Linked DNA regions of Mus musculus: region 2 is linked to region 1. A link is a contact called in public HiChIP or PLAC-seq data. All regions are on one chromosome and are shown on one strand. Each heading gives the region's core, a stretch centred on a gene start, on an enhancer-like site or on the middle of the called end of the contact. The rest is flanking DNA. Distances are from core to core; before and after follow the strand shown.

Region 1 (5,676 bases), core at 840-3,339:
ACAGAGCCATGTCCACGAAATCAGCGTGTGTGTGACTGTCTTCCGGGCATGATGGCCTTGCTATCTTGGATAGCTGCTGAGATGGTTCTGTATTTGTTTCTTTGTCCTCAGCTGAATTGGAAGCAATTTAAGGACAGGAAAACATTTTTACATGTCTCCTCTATTCTCCATAGTTGCAGCACCTCGCACAGCAGGTAATAAGCCTTGAATGATTCCTTGTTCATTGATTGCAGATGTCTCTCTTCCCCTGTGTTCCAGGGCCAAAACCCTCTGCTTTTCCTTTCTCACAGATTTTATTGAGGCTCCTTCTATGTGTGAAAATCACGGAGCCATTTCACATGAAATGCTCTCTGCTCCGACCATGGGGAAGTCAAAGTGTTCAAAGTGAGTGACTTCCTCAAGTTATGGATACACTCCATCAAAATGACTGACTTAACCCTTTACTTGGAGATTGCTTATGCTCAGTCAGAAAAAAAAAACGGAACTAGTGTTATCCAGAAGAGCTTTTTCCTGTGATGCCAACCACTGCTACCCTCCCTGAGCTGTGGAGAAAGGGGGCTGTTGACTCTTCAAAGAATAATTAAAATAAAGAATCTGTGTAAAAATGGATCTAAAATACGAGAAATGAGGGTGAGAAAATTTTTCAGAATTTTTTTCATGTTTACATATTTGATATAAAACTCTCCAAAATTTTTAAGAGAATAAAAGAAAATACCAAAAATTCTTTTAAAATATATGACAGTTTTTAAGAGTATATATATATATGTTATTCAAGACAGGGTTTCTCTGTATAGCCCTGGCTGTCCTGGAACTCACTTTGTGGACCAGGCTGGCCTCAAACTCAGAAATCCGCCTGCCTCTGCCTCCCAAGTGCTGGGATTAAAGGCATGTGCCACCACACCCGGCTTAAGAGTATATCTTAATATCTGTATAATTATGTATGACCTAGCATAATTTTATAATTTGAAAATATTCTTTAATTAATATTGTAAACTCTCAATATTTTGAAGATTCTCTCTCTCTCTCTCTCTCTCTCTCTCTCTCTCTCTGTGTGTGTGTGTGTGTGTGTGTATGTGTGTGTACTTAAATGAAGATGTAGTTTTTCACACTTTTCACATAAAACTCTCAACTTAGTTGCTGCTTAAGGACAGTTACAGCTACTGCCTTCACAATATGATAGGTAGGACCCCAACAGTGAGTGTTATTTACACAATGTATACATGCATTGAAACAACATGTTTCCTGTAAATGTGTACAATTTTTATATATTGAAAAATTATAGAAAGATGAATGGATGAAAGATGAGTATTAATTAGCTCAGAAAATAATTAGTTGAATAACGGACTGTTTCTGCTTGTGCTCTTAGTAAGTAACTAACATTTTCTAGGTAAATGAATATTCAACATAAAGCATTTTCACATAGTTAGTGGAAGAAAGGAATGGATATTCCTAAAACCTTAACAACTAGAATTTGAAAGTGGCTGGAGGCGCAGACAGCAAAATACCTTTGAAGCCTAAATATCAACCCTTTATAGATCAAGAACTTGAGTATTCTCATGTCTGTTCCTCATAAGTGCACCTTACAAACATTGTCATCATCCTATGAAGTGTGGGATGGCTGCTGGTCTTAGCAAACGATAACCACTGGGTAGAAAGCCACTCTTTCAGTCATGGAATCTGCTGATGGAGAGGTGCTGAAGATATCTGCTCCATTGAGTTTGTGACGGATGTGAGCTAAGGGCTGTGCTTCATGATGTCACGTATTACTAGTTACTCAGAGACCTTTTTTTAATGGTGGTTTCTACTACTGCCCAGTTTTGTTTTGTTTTGTTTTGTTTTTTTAGAAAAAGGTATTCTACCTTTTTTCTTGTTTTGCATATGATTGGTAGCATACCTTTTAACTGCTGTAAGTAATAAAAATATATATGTGCAAGTTGGCTATAAGAAATGCTAAAGTTTCACCTAATAAAATTTTGGTATGCCTCAGTTTTCAAAGTAAATTTGATTTATTTGAGCCACCAGCCATCCGATGACAGCCCTGTGTTTTTTTATATGAGTCACATCCCAGGGGGTCTGGAATATGCCAATGGTGTACCTTGGACTGGATCCAGTGTCCGCAAACAGGTTTTCATTAGACTTTGATGCCAGTTGCATTTGGGAGCAGGGAGGCTGCTGAAAACCGGCTTTACTTTGGGACCACTTCTTTCTTTTAGAAAAGGCAACAAAGATCTTTTTAAGCAGAGCTTTGCGCCTCCGCATCGTAGGTGTACAGCAGTGTTTTAGAGAGCAGTAATCTGTTATTGCAGGTGGTCGGACTTCAAGCACTTCCGTATTTTGAGAATAGATCAGACGAAGTGCAACAACTTTTATTGAAGAATTGCCGAATTTGAAAATCAGAAACACATTTTCTGTGGCTGAGATTAAGTTAGCATGTATTACAGTCACTTGGGCTTTTCTGTAAGTGTAAAGGGAGTATAATTACATAGGTTATTCCACATGTCACAAGATTGGAACCTTAGTCACACTTAGAGACCTTTATCACTCTCACATACACCCTTAAATGGTAATCTTATTAGAAACGGAGGGAATTTTCTATTTTTAAAAGATTGTAGAGTAGCAAAGTCATTGAGAAATAATGAGTAAATTATATTTTTAGATGGTAAAGTGGATTTTATTCCTTACTTTTTACTTGTATCCCTTTAGGCTCTGATAAGGCTAAATGTGAGGGCATGACCCAAATAAAATCATTCTTTAAAAGCTGTCTTTAAGCTTGTATATCTGAAGGAAAGAGTGAGTTTTATAATTCACCTGTCATTTAGGAGTGAACAGTATATCTATTTATTCCTTAAATTCAGAGAAAAAAAGTCAGTGCATATTGTTTACCTGGTAACAAGAACATCTCAGCATTTTGCCCACAGAAAATAAGGGTATTTAAAAAGATGGTCCAGTTTTTATCTAAGGCCAAGAGAATTCCAGGAGAACAAAGATGGCTGACACATAACTAAACACATGATATGAGTTGACATCAAATAATTTAATGGCAGTTATCTGAGTTGGAAAATTCATCTTATCATTTAAAAGAAAGAGTTTTTCTTCTTCTTCCTCTATATGATATTGACCTGGATGTTGCATAGGGTTTTTTTTTGTCATTATAATATAATTACACCCACTTCTCCCTCCAAACCATCCCTTGCTCTTTCAAATTCATGACTTTTTTCAGTAATTGTTGTTACACACCTATATGTATATACATATATATTCCTAAATATAACTTGCTCAGTCTGTATAATGTCACTTGTATGTATGTTTTCAGGGCTGACCATTTGGGATTGGATAACAAATCAGTGTGTTCTTCCCTGGGGTAGACAACTTCTCTTACTCTCAGAATTGTTGTATGGTGTGTGTGTGTGTGTGTGTGTGTGTGTGTGTGTGTCTATGTACAATTAAACCCATATGGCTTTTTTTTTCACCTGCTTTAACATGTCTATTGTCCTGGTTGCCTCATATTAAGGCAGTCATATTGGTGAGACTTTATGGGTGTTGCCTCTGACATTACTAGGAGACACAGCCTCACAGAAAATGCCATTTCTCTGGACCTTACAATATCTGCAGAAGTGTTTTGTAGATTAATTGGGACTGGGCTTCACAACTTTATATTTTGATTGGTTATAGTTTTCTGTAATGGTCTCTATTGTCAAAGAAGCCTCCTTGATGAGGGATGAGAACTGCTTATCCATGGGTATAGGAACAGATATTTGGAAGTAGTTAGGGATTATGCTGATTTGATTAAATGATGGGTTGTAGATTCTTCTCAAAGATCTGTGACTTCACTACCTCTGGGGCATAGGCTAGGTGTAGCTTCTTTCTTGTTGAGCTGGTCCAATTAGAGAGCTGTTGGTTACTGCCAAGATACGTATGCCACTACTGCATCCTTAAGGTTATTGTGCTGTGCTGGAAATTGTTATGGTTTATAGGCATTGGAGCTGGGTAGGACTGTTGGTTGCTTCCCTCCTTTGGAGGTTTACATGGTGTTTCCTGATACCATGAAAGCTGAAAGCTAGTTTTCAGTGGAGAAGCATTCAGGTCAATGCAAGCTCAGTGCCCTTGGACCCTGTGTTTGAAGTCTGTGGTTTCTTAAGCAGTAGGGACTTAACTTTGCACCTCTGAGAGGCAACCAAGGTCAGTGACAGAAGCCTGTACCATTGGAGGCAGTTTCTAGGACAAACCTAACAACCCCAAAAAAAGGTTTTCATGTTTGGTGTTGGGTTTTGGTTTGGTTTAATTTTTTGTTTGTTTGTTTGTTTTGTTTTGTTTTGTTTTTGATGGTCTTTGGATCCTGAAGGGAGCATTGTCAGCCTATATGAGAAAATTTTATTGAAACTCTATACAGACTTATATTATTACTGGGGTTTTTGTAGGTAAGTAGCTAATTCCCTATGACTTTTTCAGACATCCTTATATTGTTTTACCCTCTTCCTTCCTTTTTCTGTATCTCCTTGTCTCCCTAATTAGAGCCTCCTTTTTGCTGTTTCTCTGGTCCAATCACTTGTGCCTTGCTTTGCCCCTCTCTATTGCTTCTCCAACCCCTTACCCTAGCAATGATTGCTTTTTACTTTACTGGTTTCTGCAGTTACTCCATATACTCACATCTGAAGATTTAGAGCCAGGAGGATCGAGTGAGAGAGAACACGTGATGTTTGTCTTTGGTGGTCGAGATTATCTCAGTCAATATGAACTTTTCTAGTTCTACCCATTTACTTGTAAAGTTGGTGATTTCCAGTCCTTTCTTTAGAGCTGAGTAGCAGTCCGTGGTGCTTATGTACCACATTTTCCTTGCCCATTCTCCAGTTGAAGGACAGCTAGCTGTTATCACATCCTAGCTACTGTGAATAAAGAGCAGTGGGCACAGCAGAGCAAGTATCTGTGGAGAAGGATGGCAAGTGCTTTGGACAAGTGCCACGGCACTGGGCTGTATGGTAGATTTATTTTTATCTTTTTAGGAATTCCTCACACCTGTTTCCATAGTGGCTGCAGCAATTTGCAATCCCACCAACAGTGGATGAGGGGTCCCTTTCCCCATGGTCCTCCAGCATTTGACGTCAGTTATTTTGTTGACCTTTGCCATTCTGGTTGTTTAAGATGAAATCTCAAAGTTGTTTCGATTGGCATTTCCATAAGCGCCAGGAATGATGAACATTTTTTGAGACATTTCTTAGCAATTTTTCCCCTTTTTTGGAGAACTTTCAGATCATGTCCCAGGCCCATGTTTTGATGGGCTACTTGGCTTACTGTTTTGGTTGTTTGATTGATTCTTTGGTTTTCTTTATATATTCTGGATATTAATCTTCTGGCAAAGATTTCCCCTATTCTGTATGCTTTCTTTTAGTTGGTACATAGTTTTAAAAGGAAAAATAAACTTGGAGATTCCCTGCTCAAGACCAAAGTCAGACATGCAATCAATACTTCAGTTGATCAAGCAAGCAAATAAATATTTTTCAATACTTTCATTTTCTACAAATATGATAAAACTAAAATAGCACAGACTAAACTATTATATAACCAATTTGTTAATGAAATGGTGAAATCTCTAAATGTTCATTATTTTTTTTCCTGTTTTCAATGAGCTATAAACCTTCTGCCCATATTTGTAGCCTGATGTCTAAATTTCTCAATATG
Region 2 (5,676 bases), core at 1,185-3,684, 200 kb before region 1:
CAAGGCTATGAAGTCTTCTATTTTGTTGGGCCATGGCTACTCTGATAAACCAATTTATGCTCACATATTAATGGGCTTGTGGGCTATTATCATCAACTCTGACATAGTTATTAAGTGCTTTCTCTTTCATCTTCATTTGAAAATGATAACGTTCTCCTGATGGAGTTTCACTGTGCGCTTTCCACTCTTAAGTATTGCCAAAGTAACCAGTCAGTACAATAGGAAAGCAAGTCTGCCTAGTGGTATGCTCGAGGTCTTATGTGGCAAGCAGTTGCTTGCTGACAATGTTTTCTTTCTTCCAGTTCGGTTGGCATCTGATGGACCCAACCGCAGAATTTTTGTTTTAAGCACTTACTTTTAAAAACCTACTACCTACAAGCATCCGATCCGGGTGGGTTTCACAGCACACACAGTAACGCCATTCATTACTGGGGACTTCCAGTCAGTTCCGGGGCCTGGAGTTTTGTGCAGGCTCGAGCACCCACGGCTTGATTTTGATTTCATTCACTGCTTTGTTCCTTCAATCTCTGTGGCCCTTTTAGGGGCAGAATGGGGACTTCCTTCTGTCTCCACCTAGCCTTTCCAAAGTGGGACGCCAATCCTTCAGAGAGAGGCTTGGGTTAGAGAGACGACCCGTGGTTCCGAGGGTCCCGTGAACAGGTAGCTGGGACTTCGGCTGCCTATTCCTGACAGCTGCAACTGCTAAAACAATCTTGTTCTTTTGTTTTCCACATTTAAAGAAAGACCTTCAGCCAAACCGTCGCCCCTGACCTTGTTTTATATTTCCAATGTGCATTTTATTAACTCCTTTCTCATATGGTGCACACGGAGCTTGCCACCAGATGAGAACGGGGCAAGTTTTGCAATTCTGATGGAGAGAGCAGTCATGAGCATGGAGAGAAGTTTGAAACAAGTTTGGGAGCAGGGGTCTGTTGGGTCAAGCAGAGCTCTGTGTAAAGAGGAGATAAGAAAGTGCTCACGAGGTGTACAAGTCACTTCATTAAAAACCAAACGCAAACCGCGCCTGCGCAGCCAAAGAAGTCCTTCAGACGGGAAGATGATTGAAGGGAGCTAGCTGAACGTGTAGTCTGGGTTCTCAGGGCAGAAATTTATAACTTTAATTCTCCGACTTGACAATTCGTTAAGGGTGAATTAGGCAGAAGCTGGGGGAAAAACTCTGAAAAATGACTTTAGGACACTGAAGCGGAATGAACTTAAACTCTGTCTTACATACATTTTCATTGATTTCGAAAGACGGCTCCTCACAGAACAGCCGGGGAAATACTTTCTCTCTGTTTGAGGAATGATGTACTGCCTCTGCTCCCCCAGATCCGAAGCTAACCTCCTTTTTCTTCCCCTGGGAGTGTAGGCCCGTGTTCAGGGGTGTCTACAGAATTGGCCACAAGAGGGAATTAAACTAAATAAAATCACTATCCGCGGGGGGCCTCTAAATATGCCTTTTTAATTTGAAAATTTTTGTGGGTTATAGTGTAATTCAAGCTTTTCAAGGTTTATTGGGCCATAGCTCACAGACCTCAGACCAAGTCTGATGGCTCTTCACTAATTCGGAAAGCAAAGGTGCCTTTCATCTGGCCGAACCTGGGAGGAAGTCTAGGCGAGTGGAGCTTAGCACTGGGACAGCATCCTTGGCCCTAGGATGGACTTGGCCTGGCGAGGAGGAACTAGCTGTCTTGCACAGTGGCTCACTACTTCGGAAGGCGCAAAATGCCTGGTGCTGAGGATGAAGACGTCGCTCACAGAGGCGTGTAAAGGCTGGTGACTTGCAGCCTGCTGCCTTCTCAGTCAAAACACGCCGCTCTGGGTAATTAATTGCTGTGAGAGGAAACGGACCAATGGCGCCTTCTGCTGTGAATCTGTTAATGGAGAACTTATGGAGAAAAAGTCGAGTCCTCCGGTCCAAATTGGAATGTGAAAGAAATCTGTTGGAAGGTGATGACAGAAATGAAGTAAAACAGCTGTTTCCTGATCCATGTGCCAGGTGTGTCTCACACTGTGATAAATAAGATCTGCGTCCTACTCGCCAGAAAGGGGGGGGATATTACAAGCGTTTATTATGGGGAGGCACGGAGAAAAAACACCCTTGGCTAGCCTTGTTTCTCCTGGCACAGAACAGGGAGCCCTTCGTCGCACAATGCTTGGAGCCGATAATTCCAGTTGTTTAGGTTCAAGCCAACGTGGCCTATTAAAAGCTTAAATTCGATTTTATTGTCTAGGTATTTATTAACTGATTATGAAAAGACATTAAAAGACCCATAATTAAACCAAGTTGCCTCTTACCTTGATGAATTCTCCCCCTCTTCTTACACAATAGAAAAATCTCCTTGGGTTTGATTTGAGGGCAACCGTTCCCTGCCTTGACATTACGGGCTGCAGCTCTCACCTCAGCTCCAGCCGGAGCCGAAATGAAAAGATCTGTGAAAGCCCGTGGTTATGGTTACAAGTGTCCCCCTTGCCCCCCATTAGAGTATGTGCGGTGCTCTGTTCCTCCTGCAAACTGTTGCTGGTTTTCGCCCAAGGCGGCAAGTATGACTCTTGACAGGAGTTTTGAAATGTCTTCCTGGCCTCTCCTTTACCATAGCCCTATGCTAAGGTCAGTATATGTAGCATTCAAACACACAACCCTGGCCTAGGCTGTCCAACTACTTCTAGCTACAGTTTGACCTTGGATAGCCCAGATTAATCCATCCTTTCACGGAACTTACTTTCCATTCTTAGTTCTTAAAGTTTCTAAATATTCTTATTGTATTTCATTTAACAACTGCTTTTCTTTAAGCCCAGCAAGATTGGATATAATGACCTTATCTCCTTACAAGCAGCCAAAAATTATTAAAAATCATGTCCATTATCATTCTTTTAAGTCTAAAAACAGCCAGACTTAAAAAGAAGTCTAAATCTAGCCAGTCATGATTGTGTCCACTGATTGTAATTCCATCATTGGGAGGCAGTATAGGGGAAGGGCCACAAATTTGAAGCCATTCTGGTTTGCAGAGTGAGTTGCAAACTGTATCTCAGAAAAAGCCCAACCCCTCTCAAAACAAAAACCAACCAACCAAAAACAAACAAACCCCCAAAAAACAAAAAACAAAAAACCCAAAAAACAAAAAACAAACAAACAACCCCCCCAAAAAAAAAACCAAACAACTCCCAAAATCTAAATTAATAATATATGTATACATCCTTTTGAAAATGGAACATGAGCATCACAATTTCACTGTTTTTCAATAGCAATAATTACTCCTTGAATGAACTTCATTGGTTGCAGTATTGCCAGTATTTAAAGTAAGATTTAACTAAAAATATAAATAAAGGGAACAGTAATAATGTTGAAAGCACAGATATCTCATTATTATGGAATTATGTTCTTATTAAAACCTCCAGTTTCAGTACCATATCCTGTCACTACTGTTCAGTCACTTAAAATTGGTTTGAAAGACGAAGAGTCCTAAGTCTTAAACAGGCCCTGAAGCGCTGTAAGGAAGTCAAGCACAGCGTTTAAGCAGCATTTCCTGCACTGCGGGCAGGATCTGAAAAATTATAAGATCTCAGTCACAGCTATACTTCTCTTGAGGATCACAACTGGAGTTTTGTAGTCACGTGCATGACCACGTATTTATAAAGTCACCGCTGAGATTTTGAAAGAAGATCTCAGCTTTTAAAACCTCTTCTAATAACACGAGCAGGGGGCAGTCGAAGTAATTCGATATTTGACATCATTTACTTTTTTTCCCTTTCCTCTTGCCATTCAAGTGCTGAGTCACTGTTCCTCTCTAAAATTGAAGATACAAAAATAAACACCCTTATTGGCATAGCAAGCTCAGTTTAATGTTATAAGAAAATGAAAGGCTACTGTCTATAGTTGAAGATTGCCCAGTTTATTTTGTAAAAATTGGTGCTTGAGAGATAAATCACTATTCTCAAAGTAAATATAGCTTATTGTTTTTCTTAATCAATACTATTTTAAAATATAGTAACATTTGTTTAGGCAATATTTGCTTAAGGACATTTTCTTTTCTCTTCTCTCTTTCTTTCTTTTTTCTTTCTTTTCTTTCTTTCTTTCTTTCTTTCTTTCTTTCTTTCTTTCTTTCTTTCTTTCTTTCTTTCTTTCTTTCTTTCTGACACAGTTTCTCCCTGACTGTTCTGGAACTTGCTCTATAGACAAGTTTGGCCCTGAACTCACAGAGCTCTGCTTGCCTCCACCTCCTGAGTGCTGGCATTAAAGGTATATACCATCACTGCCTGGCATCATTTTTTCTTTATAAAATCACTTCCAAGTGGAATTTTTTTTGGTTGCATTAATCTTTTAAAAACTATTTATTGTTAGTGTGTGTGTGTGTGTGTGTGTGTGTGTGTGTGTACTCCTGTGTGTGTGTGTTCCTGTGTGTGCACCCACATGTGAAAGGTCAGAGGACAGCTCATAGTGGCTGACTCTTTCTTTCCCCTATAGGTTCTGGTTCTGTTATTAAATTCAAGTCATCAGGCTAGCAATAAAAGTTCCTTTACTTCCTGAGAAGGTCACTGGTACCATTACATTCATCTTGAAAATATAAGGTTAGGTCATGGGTTGGTACTACAGTTGGAAGGTGGTCATTCATTTGTTCTTTCTTTCACCCACTCATCCCATAAAGATTAGATAGACTACTTAACAATAGGCACCTCTAGGTCCCAAAGACTTAGCAACACAAACTTACCCTGAACAGAGGACTACTTGCGGAAAGAGGGAGGAAGTGTGACTCAGTCAGTTATTTTATGTCTTTATACCGTGAGAGGGGACCTAGAAGAAAATAATCTACAAGTAACTCAGATTTGGATATGGATAAGATGGTATGCTCGAATGTTTGGCTTTTTACCCCGCTGATGTGTCTCTGAGTTTCCCTCGTGTGTCTCTGCCGACCATTCCTTCTCCAGTTCTCACAGCACATGAATCATGTCCAACATGCCCACAGCCCACACTCTCCTGTCACTGTTGCTGAAATCCAACCGTTGTCACAACACAGCTTTTCCATCTCTAGCTCTGCTTTGGTCTGAAGAAAACACAATTCCCACAGAGAGGTGGATCTACTCTCTATGACCTCCCTTGCAAGGTCTGTGTTGTGTTTCACGTCTAAAGAGGACTTTGGGAACAAGTAGACAGTGGAGGAACAGCTCAATGTCCCTTCAGAAGCTCCTTACCTCGGCCTTCAGGACCAGGAAGACTGTGGGCCCCTCCCTTTTGCCCCACACCAGCAGTCCTTGCCAGGAAGCCAACTCACCTCCCAGCACCCTAGTCAGTGACTGTTGGCAGCTACAGGGCGAGGTGTCACTGACTGATGCATAATTATGGTGGACAGAAAAATGTAGACGTGTTAGCAAAGTCAATATTAAGGAGGCCTCTGTCTTCCCAAATACTGTAAGTGAAAGATATTTCTAGGGCATAGCCAATTACATTCTCTGCTTTTATGACCAGTCACAAATGTATTTTTTATTAGCTGGTGTGTTCAATGTTTTGAATGCACAGCCCTTATTTCAATCTCGTTTTAGTTTGTGGTAAGTGTGGAAGGGTTTTTTTGCTGACTTGAAATAGTGAAGCTGCTCTCCTTGAGCTGAGCGGAGGCCTGGAGCCCTGAGTGTTTTATTCCACAGCCTTCTGTGATTCTTGCCTGTAAATTAGTCTCTGAA

Evidence for each region. HiChIP or PLAC-seq counts read pairs in DNA pulled down with a chosen protein or histone mark.
Region 2: a contact with region 1 is called in an H3K4me3 HiChIP or PLAC-seq map of embryonic limb bud, with 4 times the contacts expected there. The contact joins two enhancer-like sites. A contact is called at or near these places in 3 of 484 Hi-C or Micro-C datasets (adipose-derived mesenchymal stem cells and embryonic fibroblasts) and 1 of 115 datasets of contacts at active chromatin or transcription factors (embryonic limb bud).

What each region holds. Positions count from the first base shown.
Region 1 is chr9:87,861,849-87,867,524 of GRCm38.p6, reverse strand. No RefSeq gene overlaps it. Among named protein-coding and RNA genes, the nearest start is that of Gm25528, 24 kb to the left of the region's middle. Within about 2 kb of position 2,089, at least 4 of the 459 cell types and tissues checked have an H3K27ac peak or open chromatin away from gene starts, as enhancers often do. A contact at or near this core is called in embryonic limb bud, where this site is marked.
Region 2 is chr9:88,065,304-88,070,979 of GRCm38.p6, reverse strand. No RefSeq gene overlaps it. Among named protein-coding and RNA genes, the nearest start is that of Gm23176, 47 kb to the right of the region's middle. Within about 2 kb of position 2,434, at least 15 of the 459 cell types and tissues checked have an H3K27ac peak or open chromatin away from gene starts, as enhancers often do. A contact at or near this core is called in embryonic limb bud, where this site is marked.